Regions from separate parts of the Hordeum vulgare genome. Here region 2 is linked to region 1. A link is a contact called in public Hi-C data. All regions are on one chromosome and are shown on one strand. Each heading gives the region's core, a stretch centred on a gene start, on an enhancer-like site or on the middle of the called end of the contact. The rest is flanking DNA. Distances are from core to core; before and after follow the strand shown. Region 1 holds the start of LOC123443009 (amino acid permease 4-like). Region 2 holds the start of LOC123443026 (probable magnesium transporter NIPA4).

The links. A called contact is a pair of places that touch in the nucleus more often than the background predicts.
Region 2: a contact with region 1 is called in a Hi-C map of seedling, with 2.5 times the contacts expected there. The contact joins the promoter of LOC123443026 here to the promoter of LOC123443009 in region 1. A contact is called at or near these places in 1 of 6 Hi-C or Micro-C datasets (seedling) and 1 of 1 datasets of contacts at active chromatin or transcription factors (embryo).

The regions. Positions count from the first base shown.
Region 1 is chr1H:434,453,238-434,456,073 of MorexV3_pseudomolecules_assembly, reverse strand. It overlaps LOC123443009 (amino acid permease 4-like), which reads right to left and starts at 1,263. Exons shown (of 5, transcript XM_045119229.1): 1 at 1,141-1,263.
Region 2 is chr1H:434,704,394-434,707,365 of MorexV3_pseudomolecules_assembly, reverse strand. It overlaps LOC123443026 (probable magnesium transporter NIPA4), which reads left to right and starts at 1,397. Exons shown (of 9, transcript XM_045119250.1): 1 at 1,397-1,965; 2 at 2,788-2,844; 3 at 2,945-2,972. The coding sequence starts at 1,800.

The DNA of each region.
Region 1 (2,836 bases), core at 14-2,513:
GTACAGTTCGATCGCTATGTATAGTCGCAGCAGCAGTATTTATATCTCGTTGTACCTCACCTAGGTAAGTAGCACCGCGATTACAACGTCAACGAGGACGAGGTAGGGAGCGGGACGCGGGGTGGAATTCAAAGGCGGCCGGTTTACCGCTCCACTAAATCGACCCAAGGTGGTATAGTGGGCGACGGATCAGGGAAGGGGCGAGCGAGTGCAGTGTGAGGAAGAGATGAGAGTGGGGGCGGCAATTTATAGGCGCCTGCCTGGAAGGTTGGTGGGTGTTCATTCGGGTTGGGCTCGAGGAAGTGGGGATGCTCTAGGGAATTTTTTTAGCGTACCCCCATGGGTATATAGCATCTGTTCTCGGCGATCTTTAAGTTGAAGCCGATGTTATGGGCTGGTAGAGCATTGCTTGATGCCTCTACTATGCGAAGAAGAATATGTCATGCGTGTCTCACCCACTTGGTCAGATGATCGCGTATGTATACATTACATATGCTCTTTTTTTTTTTGCGAAGTGTAGACACTACATATATACGATAGCTCAAAGATCAAGTGGTATGCATGCATGGGTGTAGCATGCAAACTTGTTGTTTATTGGGACATACTATATCTCTATGAGGAAAATCCAATGTAAAACAAAAAGAAAATTGCTCAGCTAAATTTGTTTCATGAATTGATGGCCAGGGTTTTTTGCAAAAGGATGGACCACGCGACACTCCTCTAGCTAGTGGCACAAAGGAAAAAAAAACGTGGCCGATCGGTGTAATGGTTGGACCCCTCCTCTCTATTGTCTCCGGGCACACATGTCAACTTGCTTCTTGCACTGTCTCCTCACTGTAGCTATAGCTGCATTGGTCAGCGAGAACAGCGTGCCTACCTCGCTAGCAAGTTGTTACACACGCCCGACTGAAAACGATGACACCTGCACCTGCACGCATGTGCATGCATGCTCCCACGCAAGATCATCAAATATCTAGGGTACTCATAAGTCATAACCCAAGCTAAGGCCATGGAATGGAATTAAATCTCTGACAACAAACTATGCGGTAGCTGCATGCACCAAAGATAGGATAAGATCGCAACAGTGCATGCTCTACTAGATACTATCTATCTTTTGATGCATGCATTGCGTTTTCTTACCTTTGCAAAAAGTATCCTCTCCTTGACCACCTCTCTCCTTGCAAGAGAGTGTCACGAGGAAAGTTCAGGGCTATCAAAGTGTTGTGTCAAGAGATGGGGTTAAACTTGCTGTGATGGTGTGTTCAAGTGTGCCCAATGGCCACGGTATTTATAGGGGTGGGCAGGGCTGGCTTTAGGGTGCACAATGTGTGTCTGGCGTGTTCCATGTTCAATGCATGGCTGGATGATACTGTACTATACTATCACTTCAAGGCTCAAGGGAGGCCCTTGGGTGTTTGTACCCCACAGGTTCTCGACCATCCTTTTTTCCGCGGCCTAGAATATGTTCGGTACTCCTCTCGGCCACGAGATTAAGTAAGTTGATCGCCCACTAGGGATCGTATCACGATCTTGTTCCCGGATAGATTGTGAAAAATAGGGAAGACTTCGTGCCCATGGTTTCTCACATTTTCTGCAAAACGTCGAAATGTGTGGCTCCTAACGGCAAGTACAGAGGTAATTTAGCGGTGAGAAGTGAAATGTTGGATATGGTATATGCTTGAGTTGGATTTGTGTGTGGGGCGAACATATTCTATTACTGTTGTTGTGGCCTTCTCCAGAACTCCTGCCAATCAGGGACCTTAACAAAACAGCTCCGCTGATTGCTGCATACACTGTACACGTCTCATGTTTGCAATGAGCAACCAAAGTATTAGCGGTGTGCTAGCTAGCTAGGACTAGCTTAAATTCGAGAAATAGAGTGATTAGTTGATGAAGACTGAATTAACAACCTCTTAAGAGTCAGGTAGTCTAGCTAAGAAAACTAGAAGCCACCCATGATTTTTTATTTTAAGAAACTTTTAATCTATTCATCGTACCATGGTAAGTACAAAGAATAAAGAGATAGCAATAGCCGAGTTTCAGTTTTGGGCGCGTTCACCTTATCACTCGTTGGATCTTTTTTCGCGCCGCGATTCGTGCTTGTAGGTGTTTGCCCGTTGTCTAAGTCTGTCGTCGCCCGTTTCTGCTCGCCTGGAGCGGCCCGTTTTCTGCAGTTACCTCGGACCGTTCGGTGGATCGGCTAGGCGAAGCGTCCCGAATCATCCATTTATCTCCGTCTTGTGTCTCCCATCCCCCACATCACATGTGTTCGTCTTCCTCACATCTACAGAATCGCTGGAAGGGCGAGAGCTGAAAGGGGAGAGGAGTTTGCCGTTTTATGCGTCCCGTTTATTTAAGTAAGGCATTTCTCCCAAGGTTATTTTTCTTTTTTATTCAAGTAAGTCATTTCTAGGGTTAGTGCAGATGTGATGTATAGAATGGAGAGGTTGTTTAGGGATTGATGTAGATTTGTCTCTTTTAGGGGGAGGGGGAGGGGAGGGGATTAGGGGTTGATATATGGTTTTGTCACTAGGGTTGACACAGGGTTGAACAAGAGATTTTTGATGGATGTGGTGGATGGGATTCCCTTTGTTATCTCATTTCGAAAGTAACATTTTTTTTTTCAGTTGCACACTTTTTTCTTTTTTTGTAGGACTTGTAGATAGGTGTGCTAGTCCATTTTCGTCCCTTTGTTCAGGGATGGTGGGTTTGCTAGCCCATTTTAGTTCCTTTTTAGAAGTAGGTGTTGTAGGTCCTGATGCAAACACATGTTATGTAGGGGCTATTTTCAGTAGATGTTTCGACTCTAGTAATATTTTCTTTTTACAATGTGAGA
Region 2 (2,972 bases), core at 148-2,647, 250 kb before region 1:
TGTCCCTGTGGTCGAGGGAAGAGGAGTTCCCGCGGTCGTCCCTGCCATCTCCAACAGAGCCGTCGGCGCCGCCGTCGGCGGCCATGGGTGAAGATGACGAGGGCGAGCGGGAAGGATGAGGGTGCCGCGCGATGGGATTTAGGGGGGGGGGAGGGAGTGGGTGGATGGGCCGACGTACAGGGTTTGTCTAGCGCTGTATAACGACAACTGACGCGCGCGGGCCACGTGACACATGACATCGGGCCTCGTGCGTCAGGTTTGTCTTCAAATGGCGTTGATCGCACGATCAACATTTTTAGCAAACTGTTAAATGTGACGTTTTTAACAAAAACAAAAGTTGGTGGTTTTTTTATTTAAGGTCGGGCAACTCCAACGGGCCGACCCAAACAGACTGCGATTTTGTCCGCTTTTGATCCGTTTGGGTCGGCTCATCGGACACGAATGTGTGCTTCGGCGTTTGGATCGGCGCATGCGTCCAACGCTGTCTCGACCCATTTTTTACCGACATGCCAAAAATATATATAAGAATTTGCGAAAATACTTAACATGCATAATTAAACATTAAAAGCTGGCCACGAAGGCCGACGAGAGTCCACGCGTCCGTATTACATTAGTTAACATAAAAAAAACCTAAAACTACGTGGCAGCCCTAGGCGACGAAGGCGTCGTCGTTGTCGGGGCCGGTGAGGTCGACCAGTGTATGCGCAGGACCGGCCCAGGGGAACACCGTGCTCCAGAGCACAACTGCGTGCGCCTCCGTCGTCTGTCCTGCCGGCGCGGGCTGTGCTGGTGGTGGTGGCACTGGGACACTCACACGCTGGCGAGGCCGGCGAGAAGACGCCGGCAGGGAGATGGCGCGGGGGTAGAGCGGGGCCTTGCCCTTGGGCGGGAAGGAGCCGACCATGGTGCTAGGGTTTGGTCGTCGAGGAAGTGGCGAGATGGGGAAGTGTGGGTTTCTGAAAGCAGATGAGCCGGAACCCAATGCACGCTCGGATTAAAAAAGGCCGACCGCGGTTGCTGACGCGTGGGTCCAAGATGGACGGCCGTTATAAATAATGTTGACCGCGGTGATTGGGAGCGAACACCGAGTGGGCGCGTGCGTCGGTGCGGACGCGTCCGCTTCGCGTCCGCGCCAACGCATTTCAGGCTCAAATTTAGACCGGAAATGGATTGGCGCGGACGCGGAACAGACGTGTTTTAAAAATAAATCGACGCGTTGTGAAATTCGATTTTATCCTCGTCGACCCAAACGAACGGTGGTGAATGGAATTAGTCGCGTGATTGAAGTTCCTCTAAATTACTCTAAACACGGCGCACAGCATCCGCCGTTACCAGGGCCAGCCACACCACAGCAGTAGGCGCCGCAGAGGACAAAAAACCGAGTAGCTCGCACGGCACGAGCCACGCACGCACGCACGCACGCACGGCTCTTGGAGGACTGGCTGACCGCCTGCCCTCTGCCCCTCTCCCCCGCTTCCGTCTCGACGACGTCGTCGCCGCAGTCGGCAGTCTTTTGCTGGTTTTTGTCCTGCGGCCTCTGCCGCCCGTCCGCGCGCGACGCGATACCTTCTCCTCTCCCCTCCCCTCCCACTCCCCCGCCCCGCGTAGAGCTCACAAAGCCCCCAACCCCGAAGCAGGCGAGCACCAGCACAGCCAGGCGAAAAGCCAAGCCGTCCCACCGACGTGGCGAGCGGCCTCTCCAGTCCAGATCTCGCATGCGCGGCCGCCGCCGCAGGAGGAGGGGGAGGAGGACGGGCTAGGGGGTCGGCGGCGCCGGAGGCGACGGCGGGTTTTCCGAGATGGGCGGGGAGCGGCTGGGGAGCTGGGTGGTGTCCTACACCGGGATGTCCGCGGACAACATCAAGGGCCTGCTGCTGGCGGTCTCCTCCAGCCTCTTCATCGGGGCCAGCTTCATCGTCAAGAAGAAGGGGCTCAAGAAGGCCGGCGCCTCCGGCGTCCGCGCAGGTGCGTCCCTTCCCGCCCGCCCCAGCTCCACCCCCCCTCTCTGCTCCGCACACCCCCGTCTCGTTCCACACTGCCCGGCGAACAGCGCGAGGCCTTCCCTGTGCTGCCGCCGCCTCGCCGCGCTGCTGGCTGGCTCCCTAGCCTAGATCTGCGCGGAGCCGCGCGAGATTCGGATCTCGCTTTCGCTGTCGGTGGGGGCCTGCGCTGGACCCTGGATAGGTACGACTTTGGAGCAGCAAGCGCATTGGAGATCGGAATGGTTGTTGAGCTTGGACTGAGACGTTCCTGAACTTTGCTTGATGTTGTTCCACCAATACCAATCATTAGTACTCGTACAACAGATGACATGGTGGTGATGGGCTGATGGCTTGATTTACCTTGCATTTCTTCCTTGCTCCTGCACCTTTAATATCACATTCAGCATGGATTTCTCGGAAATATGACAATCATTGACTGTAGGCGGGAGATGAATCCTCACTTACTCATAGCATTTGTTGAACCGGGGAGATGTATACAATAGACTCCTGTCAGCTTGTTGTCCTTTAAACTTTAAGAATATTTGTTGCGCCAGGAAAATGTATGCAATGGACTCCCTTCTGTTAGCTTGTTTCCCTTAAACTTTCAGCGTATATCATTCTCTTTAAAAATAATAATTATAAAAGTCAGTGTTTGCTGATGATCATATGCCCTGTTCTAGGTTAAATTTTCCTTGTTTCATCTGTGGTGCATTGTGCAAATATCGTGCTGAAAATGTTGCTTCTGTCATTCCAGCTACATTTCAACCTTTTCCAGTGTTTATGCTTATTTTGTTGATTTGAACAGGTGTTGGTGGCTACTCTTACCTGCTTGAGCCACTGTGGTGGATAGGACTGATAACAAGTAGGTATTTCATTTGATACAGTGGATAGAAATTTGGTTCCGACATAGTCTTTTGCTTCCATTACTATATGTGGTGATACTAACGATGTACAATTTCCAGTGGTTGTTGGGGAAATCGCTAACTTTGC